Regions from separate parts of the Hordeum vulgare genome. Here region 2 is linked to region 1. A link is a contact called in public Hi-C data. All regions are on one chromosome and are shown on one strand. Each heading gives the region's core, a stretch centred on a gene start, on an enhancer-like site or on the middle of the called end of the contact. The rest is flanking DNA. Distances are from core to core; before and after follow the strand shown. Region 1 holds the start of LOC123399739 (calmodulin-binding protein 60 A-like). Region 2 has its middle 90 kb from the start of LOC123395915.

The links. Hi-C and Micro-C count contacts between places; a contact is called where the count stands out from the background.
Region 2: a contact with region 1 is called in a Hi-C map of leaf, with 2.5 times the contacts expected there. The contact joins the enhancer-like site here to the promoter of LOC123399739 in region 1. A contact is called at or near these places in 3 of 6 Hi-C or Micro-C datasets (leaf and seedling) and 1 of 1 datasets of contacts at active chromatin or transcription factors (embryo).

The regions. Positions count from the first base shown.
Region 1 is chr5H:108,966,688-108,973,011 of MorexV3_pseudomolecules_assembly, reverse strand. LOC123399739 (calmodulin-binding protein 60 A-like) reads left to right here and starts at 3,861. Exons shown (of 10, transcript XM_045094125.1): 1 at 3,861-4,229; 2 at 4,377-4,476; 3 at 5,258-5,310; 4 at 5,454-5,938; 5 at 6,028-6,188; 6 at 6,273-6,324. The coding sequence starts at 4,132.
Region 2 is chr5H:109,479,039-109,485,362 of MorexV3_pseudomolecules_assembly, reverse strand. No RefSeq gene overlaps it. Among protein-coding and RNA genes, the nearest start is that of LOC123395915, 90 kb to the left of the region's middle. Within about 2 kb of position 2,617, at least 3 of the 3 cell types and tissues checked have open chromatin away from gene starts, as enhancers often do. A contact at or near this core is called in leaf and seedling, where this site is marked.

The sequences.
Region 1 (6,324 bases), core at 2,612-5,111:
TTCACCGGAGCCCGACGAGGACCGCCGCGGTAGCTCGTCGCCGGTGACCCTACGGTGACCGGTTGGTCCACCCGAGGCCTGCAATGGCTCCAGCTCGTCGCGTAGATGCTCTAGGAGCCCAGCCCCGCGCAAATGCCCTCTATTTCGATGACCTCGACGATGGCCGAGCTCCGGCAGCCGCCGAGCTCGTCGCTGGCGTCGATTCCGGTCATCTCAGCCCCTGTGGCTTGTTCCTTTCTGCTCGCGATCGAGTGGCCGATTGAATGAGCCCTTCTACCGTGCGTTTGGTCGCCATAATAGGAAACCCGAGCCCCTCCGCCGTCTGTGTGGTCGCCGGAGCTCACCGCCGGTGGATCTGAGCCCCTCAGAGTCACTCACATGTGGGGCCACCTTCAAACTGATTAAGTTTAATAAAAATAAAAATAAAGAATTTATTAAACCCTAAACAGTCACTGACCAGTGGGTCCCACTGGTCAGGTTTGACTTTCAACGGCCAGCTAACGTGCTGATGTCATGTTGATGCAATAAAACCTTTTTTTGTTTAAAAATAATTCAGAATAGGTTCAAAACTTTGGAAATTCATAGAAAATTGAATATAACTCCAAATCAGACAAATAATATATGTAAATTGATCAGAAAAATTCAATGGACACAATGGTGCTACTTTCATGCATGGAAAACAAAGTCATAAAACAGCATGAGGTCAAATCAATTAAAGGAAGTTAATAAATAAACCATTTCAACTGGAATTTGAATTTGAATTCAAACCAACACCAAACCAAAGATTTGGCAATCAAATTAGCTCATGCTACATTACTTTTCATGCCATGCTCATGCATCATATTGTTGCATATGAGTGTTATTGATTGTCGTTGTTATTCCGGTAGGCTCCGCCCCTCCGGATTCGACTGAATATCCGACTGACGGATATCACCCCTCTGCTGAGCAACAAGGCAAGCAACCATTTTGATCATCCCGATAAATCCCATGTTCTTGCTCCTGCTCTTACTTATTGCATTAGGTCAAAATGTTTTTAATGCTTTTACCACGTTAGTTGAACCCACTTCCTTTGCATGACATGTCCTTGTCACAGTAAATAGCTGAACCTTGCAACCTAGCATACCTGGTAGATGCTTGAACTCTGATGTGCCTTATCCTGCTATGCATTCTATGCTTAGAGTTGTGTATGGTCTGTCATTTGGATGATGAACAGGATCGTGAGAATGTGTTCAGTTAATAAATGTTGTGTGTTGAACCTGTTTTGGTAAAGGTACCGATGAAAGGCTATGTAGGAGTACATGGCGGGTTGTTTCATTGGAATCGTCCTTAGGAACTGAGTTCCGTGTATGTAATCCAAGACAAGATACTACCACATGCTGGGCCCTGAAATATGACCCCGCTCGACTTATTAATCGCTTAGTACTCGGTCCATGAGTTGCAAGTAGTTTCTGGTGTTTATAGTCATGCTGGAGGTCGTGCGTAGCGCTGACCTTAGAGGTGGGCTATGATGTGGTAGGCAGTGGCACGGTGTACCAAGTGGCACCCAGATGGTGGGCTTGGGAAACCTACGCACATCATTTGGGGCCGTGGTGGAAACCTCGGCCGGACTTCCGTGCGGGTTACCCTCAGATAGGCGATAAACTTGGACTAGGTATTAGAGTGGTTAACGGTCGTGGCCGACTCCCTCGATGGGCTTCCGCTTGAAGGTTGCCGAGGTGCATGACGTGCACATGGCGATAAGTGGCGAGAGCGTATGTGAAGAAGTACACCCCTGCAGGGTTATGATCTATTCGAATAGCCGCGTCCGCGCATATGGACTACTTGGAAACATATGTTGTTCATAGACAACTATAATGGCTACTCATAAAAATATCAAGATAAGTGTGAGTGTCGTGGATGGCATTTCCGTAGGGAGACGGAATGATTCACGATGGAGTATTGTTGTGGTGTTAGTGGACTCGTGTGCGAGAAAACAAAGTTGTCAAAGCTATTTGAAAATGCAAGTTTGTCTAGCCAAAAGTCAAATGCTGGCTTTCTGCATGAAACCCCACAACTCCTTGTTGATACATTGCATGAGTAGATAGATCATCCTAAAGTCTTGCTGAGTACTTTTGTACTCATGTTTGCTTAATAAATTGTTGCAGAGGTTGTTAATGACCCTAATGGAGGGTTCTATCTAGACGTTGACGACGACGAGTAGCTGGTGTCCCAGCTACGATCTGGCCCTAGGTTGGGTCTGTAGATAGTCAGGCCATGTGCATTTACCTTTCCATATGTCTGTACTCAGACAGTTTAAATCTTCCGCTGGCTTGTAAGACTTGTTTGAATGACTTGTGATGATGGGTCGTGAGACCCTATCTGTGTAATATTATTGTGAGGTTCTTCCGAGCCTTCTAAATAAAGTTTGTATGTTTATGGTTATGTTGTGATGCCATCGATGTATCTATGCATATCGGTATGCCATGCGTACATGTGTTGTACTTGATATGTATGGGGTTCGAACACCTAGTCGTATGCCTTAGTAGCACTCCTTACGAGGAAATTCCCCTTTGTGTTTCCACCGAGCCACGGTAGTTCGCTACTGCTCCGGACACATTGGTTGACCGGCATGTGTCCTTCTTAGCTGATGTGTCTATCCCTTTGGGGAAATGTCACGTGGTGTAATGGAGTCCTTGTAGCTTGCTACGACTCGCCTACACTCGTTGCTGATCGACACCTGCTTTGCTGGGTCATGTATGCCTGTCCCTGTACGGAACTGCCACTTAAGTTTATGACTAGACATGTCGACCGGGTTCTTTGACATTGGAATGCTAGCGACACAATTGCATACGCGAGTCAAAAGGCGCAAACGGTCCCGGCTAAGGTAAGGCTGCAACCGTGGGGATAACCATGCGTGAAACCGCAAAGAGATGTGATGTGTTACATGTTGGATTCCTATGGCTTATGATCGGAGTCCCGATAGTTTATTCACCCCCCCCTCACGGCCTTCTAGACATCCCTTCTAATGATCCCACAACCTCCCATGACCAAAGAGGAGGAGGTCGAGCTCATGAGGTGGGTCATGAAGGATTCCATGAACACCCACAAGGAACACCAGTAGGTGGGCCTCGAAACCATGTCGGCCCTCTCCGCGGCCGGCAACGTCATCATCCAGGAGCTCCAAATGGCCGTCAAGGAGTAGGTCGTCGAAAAGCCCCACATCACCGTTTGGAACCCCCGGCTGGTGGTTGTCCACAACGACACATATGACGAACTGGGTGGGTGTCGAGCCATGGGCGCCCATGCCGCCACGGTCACTGGACTAGTCCCATGCAGCCACCGAAGACGTCATCGGTTCACTTCCGACATCCACTAGCGTACGTACACCTCACTATGGACGACGATGAGGACGGCGAGATCCAAGACGACCACGGCGACGACCATCATCTTTTCTTAAGTTTTTTAAGTTTAAGTTATGTTTAAACGTTCGTCCGGGAGGTTGAACTATTTAATTATGTTTTAAGTCTATGTTAATGTTTAATTATGCTTTATGGTGTTTTTTAAAATGTGCAGCCAATTTTTTTATTTTAAATTTATGATTTCCGACGCGGACTTGATTTTTTTATTTCAAATTTATGATTTCTAACGCAGACTTGATTATTTTATTTTAAATTTATGATTTCCAACGCTGACAAGTTGTGATACCGTCGCGCGTTGGATGCATTGATCGATGGACGGGTAAAATCGGACAGGACAGGGGCGTCCGTTTTACCGCCCCAAGCGGATTAATCCATGGTCACGGGGAAATCGATGAGAAAAGGGCAGTTGGGCACTCCCACAGTACCCAACTTGACACTTGTGCGCACATCTCTCCTTGGAATCTTCTCCCCGGCCGCGTCGCCCCGCCCAGGAACGGGAGAAGAGGAAAAGTGCGCAACTTTTCCCTCCCGTCTCAAAACGGGGCCATATATACACCTACCGCCAACGCTAAGCGCCGATACTCCCAAGCGCACCAGAAGCACACACATTGCATTGACTAGAGTCTAGAGAGTCTAGAGCAGCAATCAAACAAGCAAGCGAGCGAGCGAGCGAGACTACCTGGCTTGACCTGCATCCCGCCGCACTGAGCAGCTAGTCAGCTAGCGCCCGCCCATGCCGGCGAAGCGGCCGCTGGAGTGTGGCGGCGGAGGGGCCTCGCCGTCGCCGGCGCGTTCGCCGGCGATGAAGAAGAGGTGCCGCTCCTTCGACCTGTGAGTCTCCCTCCCGTCTTCTTTCCCTCGCGTTCCGTCCCTTTCTTGATCCGTTCTTGTCTCCACTCGTAAGAGATGAAGGCTTATTGGGGGGATTTACTGACCGTTTGATGCGTTGGGCTGATTGATTGATTGATTACTCTGCAGGGAGATCAGGGGATGCAGGCATCTGGAGGAGCTGGTCACCAACAGCGTGCGAAGGGTGGAGGCTGCGGTTCAGTCCGCGATTGAGTCTGCCATCAGCCGGGTAACCAATCACCTCACTCCATGGAGCTACTGCTTCGGCAGGAATCCTGGATGCCATCCATTTAGAATAGTGATATATATTGATCGATCGTTTCGTAACTAACTAGTCTATTGAACGCAACCTATTTTTCCGCAATGCAATCTGATGTGACGGAACACTAGGCACCATTTAGTAGGTTGGCCATTTCAAATCATTGACATTCTGGAAAGAGATATTCTCCGGAAATTGCGGTGGTTTCAGTGTGATCCAAACGAAAACGCTGGATCTTCGGCCAGATTGAAAACCTTAGCTAATTCCAGTGGTCATCCAAATTTGATCTAAACCGAAACCGGTAACCAGAGTCCAGTTGCTGGATCCTAGTAGGATAGTTACCTCAGAAATCGTGAGTCTTTTTAGAGATTCCACTATGGACTACATACAGATGTATATAGACATACTTTAGAGTGTAGATTCATTCATTTTGCTTCATATGTAGTCCATAGTGGAATCTTTAAAATGGCTTATATTTAGGAACGGAGGGATTATATGTTTCATTAACAGAGGGTGCTATTGGTGTTGGTGATGCATAATACTATGAAGATAGCAGTCTTTCATGACCCTGTTCTTTTGTATCCCTTTGTTCCTACATATAAGACGTTTTGTTGCTTCAATTTCAACTGCCAAATTCAACTGCCAAAACGTCTTATATTTAGGAATGGAAGTAGTAGTTTACTTTATCATGGCAATTTCTGGACTTTTTCGGAAGGTCAACCCCTCAAAGTTTTCCTTTTCCTTTTGACAGATACCAGAAGCGGTGACTAAAGCGATTACAGGCTACTTAAGCCGTGCTCCTAGGTACCATTTCCTGACTACAAACGCCACTTTTCTGTCCAACCAGTAAATAGTACTAATAATATTAGTTTTTGTTTTACTAAATTTTTGCCCTGTTAAAGACCATTTATGGTTGCATTGACCTTCTCATCTGCTGCGTTACACAGTTTGTGCAGAACGCTGGTTGACCAAAACCAGACTCCAAGATACAAGCTTAGGTTCCTGAATGGCTTGAGTAATGAAGTTTTCACAAAAAAGGAAATCCGTTGTGCAAATGGTGATCCTCTCAAGATATGTCTGGAGGACAACAACCAACAAGAGAACAATTCTCGTCGCCTTCTTTCTGCCAAGATCAAAATTGTTGTTCTTGATGGTGACTTCAACATAGATAATGAAGATTGCTGGACATTGGAGAATTTCAGCAGGCATATCGTTCGTCCACGGGACAAAATTGGGGCAGTGCTGACCGGAGAGCTGGAGGTTAGCCTAAAGAATGGCAAAGCTGATCTCCGTGATGCTACATTTATTGATAACTCCAAGTTCACGAGGAGTGGCAAGTTCAGGCTTGGGGTAATGGTTGTTGACGGGCTTGGTGAACGGATCCTAGAAGGGATAACTGAACCTTTCACAGTAAAGGATCGTCGTGGAGAAGGTAGGCTTGGATTTAAAATTTGATTTTGTGTTACCTTTTTTTTTTTGCGATGTTGAAACTAGCGATCAATCTATTTCTTGTACTTGCAGGATACCAAAAGCATGCCATTCCATCATTGGATGATGATGTTTGGCGCCTGCAGAAAATTTCAAAGGATGGTGTCTTCCATGGGGCACTCAAACGGAGTGGCATCTTTTCTGTGAAGGATTTCTTGACGTCATATTACAAGGATGAACATACTCTCCGCAAAGTAAGAAATGAATTTCTTCTGACTTCTTGCTCACTTTGATACTGAGTATAATAGCAAGTTAAGTTTATTTCCCACTGCATTTAGGTTCTCAACAAGGCCTCAAAGCTAGTATGGACGACTATTATTGATCATGCTA
Region 2 (6,324 bases), core at 1,368-3,867, 510 kb before region 1:
TGGAGGACATCCATGAACTCGGCTAGCCGAGGAGTGTGTTTGTTGATGGAGGGGGAGTAAATCTTTACTTTTACTGCGTGGGAGCCACCGCTAATTTGTTGAGCATGGAGGGTATCGATAACTCTTGGTCATAACATTGACAGGATTGGTGTACCTCCCAAAATAATTTATCTCTTATTTTCTCTATGAGCTCTGGCACCACTGCAAATCCCCGCTTCCGTGTGTGTAACGACCGGTTTTTTGGAAAAATAATTTGTAAAAAACAGGCCTTTGTGTTAACCAACCCAGGACTACTGTTAGTTGGTGGACACTCACTTGATACATAAATCCCAAGAAAAATACAAAATCTGGGTTACAAGACCATGAAGGTCCACTGGTTTGGACAAAAGTCTGAGGATGACGATGGAAGCGACTCGAGGAATCTCGAGTACCCATGGAACTCCATTCCCACAGGAACAACTGACCTGGTTGAATTCCTATCTCACAAGGTTGCTATCCTCGACTCCTAGATTATGGGGTTGACGACATCGTGCTCCTCTCCAAAAGTAATCTGGCCAAGACAATAGCCAGTGACAAGCCAGTGAGTAATTTGAATGTACTCGCAAACATCAAGAAAACACATAAGTTAAAGCAGGTGAGATGCATGTATAATTCACTTAATAACTCTATCATGCCATTAATTCACGGGTACATTCATGCATATAAATCATGTCCACCAATGTTGTATAAACAAGAAAGGAAAGGTAACACTCAAGTATAAGCTTGTTGATCAAGCTTCTGAGGCGACACCTCGAAAGGAAAAGTAACACAAGCCACAGTCGGACGTCTTAGCGCACCGCATAAAGGGACTTGTTAATGGAATATTACTAAACATGACACAGTTGGATGCCTAGAGCGACACCACAAAAAAGGGCTTATATGAAGATAACGATGAATAAGTAATAGCATGCGTGCCAGAGTTGGGCGTCAGAGTGACACCACATAAAGGGATCATATGAAAGTAATAACAGTTGCCAGAGTCAGGCGGCTAAGAGACACCATAGAAATGGCTTATATAAAAGAAATAACAGTTGCCACAATCGTCCGTCTAAGCGACACCACATAAAAGGCTTATATAATATCAACACCGAGTATCCACGAGGTAGAACCATCACAAGGATACTCTAACAAATCCATATACCACACATGATTAGTCCACATCAAAATTCATAATAATAGTACTACTTATCATCCCGGTTCATGGGTTTCATCATGTTTCAATTTAATTCCTCCAGAGACTGATACTCAGACCGACACTTGACTAGTCAACCAGTCGTCCTTGACCGTAGACACGGATACACGAATAGTTTTGACTCTACAAAGGATGTACTCTTTACCAACAGCCCACAGGTTTTAATAGTCACTCAGACTAATCCCGTGTATGGTATTTTAGAAGTAAACTCTCAGAACCAACACACACCCATTTTTACCCCCGCGAAGACCGGTCTCACCCGGGCTACGCCGCCATGGAAAAATCATAAGACGGGAAGGCTCCAACCTCAACTAGCATGGGATCAAATTTATACCCGTGTGCTACAAGGAAAGAACTCTTCCCTCTTGGTCCCAGACCGAAAACACCCATGCCCCTGTCCGGATGACTGGATTTAGTCCAGGGCCATGGATACCTTCATCTCGGCCCCTTTATTTGGTGTGTACCTGATAATAGGTTTATGACCTACTAAACTGTATTCCCTTTCGGGAAGACCTATGGCAACACGAAAGGTAAGGTGACACATTAACAAGATTCGATTTATAGTCGACTTAGGAGGTTTAAGTTTTCCTGCAAGGGTTAGTACCACACGACTTTGCTGAATGATATACCTCAGTGTTACCACCATCACACCCCGACATGCCTTCACTGACCACTCTCGTCCCACGAGATGTCAGCCCATGGTCTCATATTCACCACGACAAACCTTCCTCCAAGGTTGTCCAGACCAACGTGTCATATGAAGCATGGGGTAGTAGACACTCACCATTTGCATCACATATATCCAGCAACAAAAATATCCATCACATGCACTCATGCAAAGTATGATTTTATGCGAGAGTTTTTATCAACATAATGAAATCACGCATTCCAATGCACCACAACAAACACCACACATCTTAGCACATATCAGAGTTCAAGATGCTTGCCTTTGGGAGAAGAAGGGTCGTGTGCACCCCAAAAATATTGAAGGAGTTTGCTTCCCTTCAAATTCCTATTTTGAAAATAATACCATTCAACACACAATTCCAAAGCAGCACATAAGAAGTGTTTGAAAATTTATGAATAAATTTTAAAATAAACTAGATGAGATTTTAGAAAGGTAGGAAAAATAATCATTTCATTTGGAGTTTTTATTTAAAAATATATGGCCAGTCAAAGTTTCTGGTCAAAGCTAGATTTAAATAAAACAAAAACTATAAAACGTTTCAGCCAGGAATACGCTTCCCAGCAGAGAAAACGTATTCACTAAAAACGCTATGGGAAACTACCCTTTGTTGCACTGAAAACGCACCAGGAGAGGCTGCGCCACTGGGGCACTTGGCTGGCTCACCGATAGGTGGGGTCCACGTGTCGGGTTTGTCCTCTACCTCCCGTAGCAGAACCAGGGTGGCGCTCCGGTGATCCTCGTCGGCGACTCGCTACAGCTCTCGGGCTCTAAGGCGTGGGGATGGATCGAAGAGGTCCTCGCTGTCCACCCGGTGGTCTCCAGGGGCACAGGAGTGACGGGAGGCGCCGGTGCCACAGGCTTTGGCGGACGGCGGCGTCGGCCTCCGAGAGGGCTTTGCAGACAGTGGTCCCCGGCACTTGCGGTGAAGGGGAAAGGACCTACTAGCCGCTAGGGGATGAAGGAGGAGGAGGCTGGCATGGACAGGCACGACTGCGACGAATTTGACCGGAGAGGCCGCGGCGGCCAAGCTGCCGGAGGTGAGCAAGATGAACATCTCCGACCAAATTGCTGCTACGGGGAGCTTGCTACGGTCGAGAGAGATGCGATGGAGCACACTGCAACTCCGGGGGGGGGGGGGGGGGTATTTATAGCCGGGCAGAGGCGGTTCCGCGGCGGCCCGAGGATAAGAACGCCGACGACATTTCTGACGGTGGCACATGGGCGGTAGGAGCGGCTGGCAGGGCTGGCAGCGAGCGAAAGATGCAGCGTAGGTGGTCCAAGGGCAGCTGGCACGCTGAGGCTGCTTGGGCGGCGCCAGCCACTGTTGGGGCGAGATGCTTCCGTCGACAGGACGCCAGAGCTGGGAGGGCCTAAGGACTACATGGCACAGGAGTGGCGACCACTGGTCGGGGTCTGCCACGACGTTGCGCGGCTCTAGAAGCTAGCTAAGGGGCACATGCAATTGGACGTGGCAGCTCGGGCGCACGCGTGCAAAACGTGCGCTCTGGCCACACCTAGAGCACGCATGGCACCTGCTCGACGAATTGCCTGGCATGGACAAATGGCTTAGGTTCTCTCCAAACTTACGAGGGCAGGGCTGCTAGCTTAGACAAGCTTCCTAGATATGCTGGTTGGGCCGATTGAGCAATTCTATAATGTGGAGCCAGAACTATGCCAATTCTGGCCACAGGCCTCTCGGAGATTTGTCTCGTATCCAAACTTTCCAAATCATAGTCTCTTTGGACCTTAAAAGAGATGGTGTGGTTAGTTTGGCCAAAAGAAAAACTAGGTAATGCAAAGTTTTGAGAAAAACAATTCTGGACAACAAGTTGAGGCTATTAATTCATGCATTTAAATTAATCTAATGGGGCTCAATTCATAAACTTAAGGTTTTGGTAGGGTGAACTACCAGCAGTAAAATTCCCAAGGTCATTGGAGCAATCTAGAATAGGGCTGCAGTACAAAACAACAAAGTTGACAAGAATAGAAAGGGGGTTGTTTTGCTAATTTTTTCCAAAACACATAGTTGAGTTTTTGCATAAAAGCGAATATCATGCATGACATCTCCAAAATTTTTTGGAATTTTTAGAAGAGTTTATAAAAGGGATACAATGCAAAAGGGGTCCTAAAGGAATTAAAAAGTCATTTTTGAACAAGTGGAACTTGGCAAAATAATTAAAAAAAAACCCCAATGAACTTGTGAGAAGAAAAGAAATGTTTTGATGCAAGCACTCAAGTTCCGACATAATTTTCAAAACTTCTACTAGGAGGAATTTTTTTATAATTTAGAAAAAAAGAGTGGTTCTGAAATCAATAGAAAATTCAGAAAAGTTAAAAATTAGACAAACATGGCCAAGTTTTAAAATATCCCCATTAAGTTAAATAAAGGATCTATCTATTATTATATTATTAAGACGATAGAAAACTTACGGCTCAGATGTATCAAAAGATCAAAAGTTAAAAGGATCGGTTGTGATTTGTAGGAAAAAGTACATATACATGTCTCCTCATAACTTACGTTTGGAGCCAGCCTAGCACAAAGGGATTAGTCAAAGTACAAAATAAAAGGAATCGCAGCCAATCAAACAAGTGACGAGTAAAAGAACAACTATGATTTGCAGAAAAAAGTACGTATGCATGTCTCCTTATCACATACGATTGGAGCCCTAGCAAAGGGATTAGTCAAAGTAAAAAAAGGTAATCGTAGCCAACCTATCAAGAGAAGAGTCAAAGTAAAAAAAAACAATGCAATCGATAGGCAGGTTCAAAAAAGAAAACAATCGCTAGGCTCAGCCTAGCAAAGGGATTAGTCAAAACAAAAAATAAAATAAGCAATGGCTTGGCTCAGATCGCATAAGCAAACGCCGATGGATTCATTTTCAAGAGGCAGCGTGCATTTGGAAGACTCCAAGAGATAAATCTACAACACACTACACGTGATACTCAAAGGTAATGTATATATTATATCATCGCGGAAAAGGGTAACATATTAGTTTCCGACTCTATGTAATTTTGGGCTTTTAATTTTTCCTGATCGAACAAATTTGTACTTTTTTAACATAGTATAATCGAAGTCGTTCACATAAACGAGTATACATTCACCCCTATGAACGCATGCACACACATCCTACTTTTATGAATATCTTCGAACGATTGAACCGGCATATTCTTGAGATTAACGAAATCGCCATAGACACCTTCGTAGTCTATGAAAACGTTTCCTCCTACTAAATGTACATCACTGAATGGCCTGAAACAAATTAAAAAAATGCTAATAACAATGTAAACGCATGGTACATATAGACATGTGGTACCACATGGAAGGTCCGGCAAGAAATATTAGAGTGGCTATCCATTAAGGATGAGACATCCTACTAATAGTCGAAAATATTTTACCAAACAATAAAAGCAAGTCGCCTTGATATACCATGTTAGGATGTCAAAAATAAATTCGGATTGCCATTTGGATGATAAACTCCATCCTCCTGTAAATATGTATGTACAGGAACGAGCCAATTAGTCTGTTCATCCCAATTATAAATGTACTAAGTAGACTGGCAAAATATATACAACTTACAAGAAAATTATTAATAATAATACCCTTTGTGCTTTATTACTATCTTGGCACATGAAAGCCGTATAGAAATATCTAGCTAGCAATAAGTATTCAGCATGCATAACGTTGAGGAAGAAGATTGGGCAGGTAAAAAACAAATGGTTAGAAATTTAAAAATAATAGTGTTAGAAGTGGAAGAAAGTGAACCATAGTGCAAGTATTGGGAACTGTTAGATTTAGAAGTCGAGTATGTCTAGGCCATTGATGGCACAATAATGTAGTTACATGCATAGTGATTTTTTCTTAGGGGGTATGTTTGACGAATAATTTTGCCTAAGAAACATATGGCTGGGCAATTGGAAATACCTAAAATACAAATAATAATGTGAAGAGAGGTATAGGTAGGTGTTCAATACGCAATGATTATAAACTATGTACGGTAAATGTCAATAAAAATACAAGAACCGATTTGTAAATTAAGATGAATAGCAAATCAATTGAAATGATAACCAAAACTAATATGTTGATTTTAGTTATAACTGTTGCAATTAAAAGCAAAAAAGTTAAATGTAACATTAATCACATACAAATGAGTCTACCATATCTCACAAAAAGAAGATTTCTTTCATTCATATAGCCATTATTGTTCATGTACTCATGTAAAATAAGAAAATTGCTTGCCTGACAAAAGCATTTTTACCAAGTTAGGTTTGTATACATGAGGCATACAAGGAAAAGCCTAGGCCCAACACTAAATAGGAGGAAAATAGTTTTTCATAAGGCATATATGCCCAATATTTTGATATGACGTATATAGGGATTCGGGCAACATGAACCGGTAATAAGGAT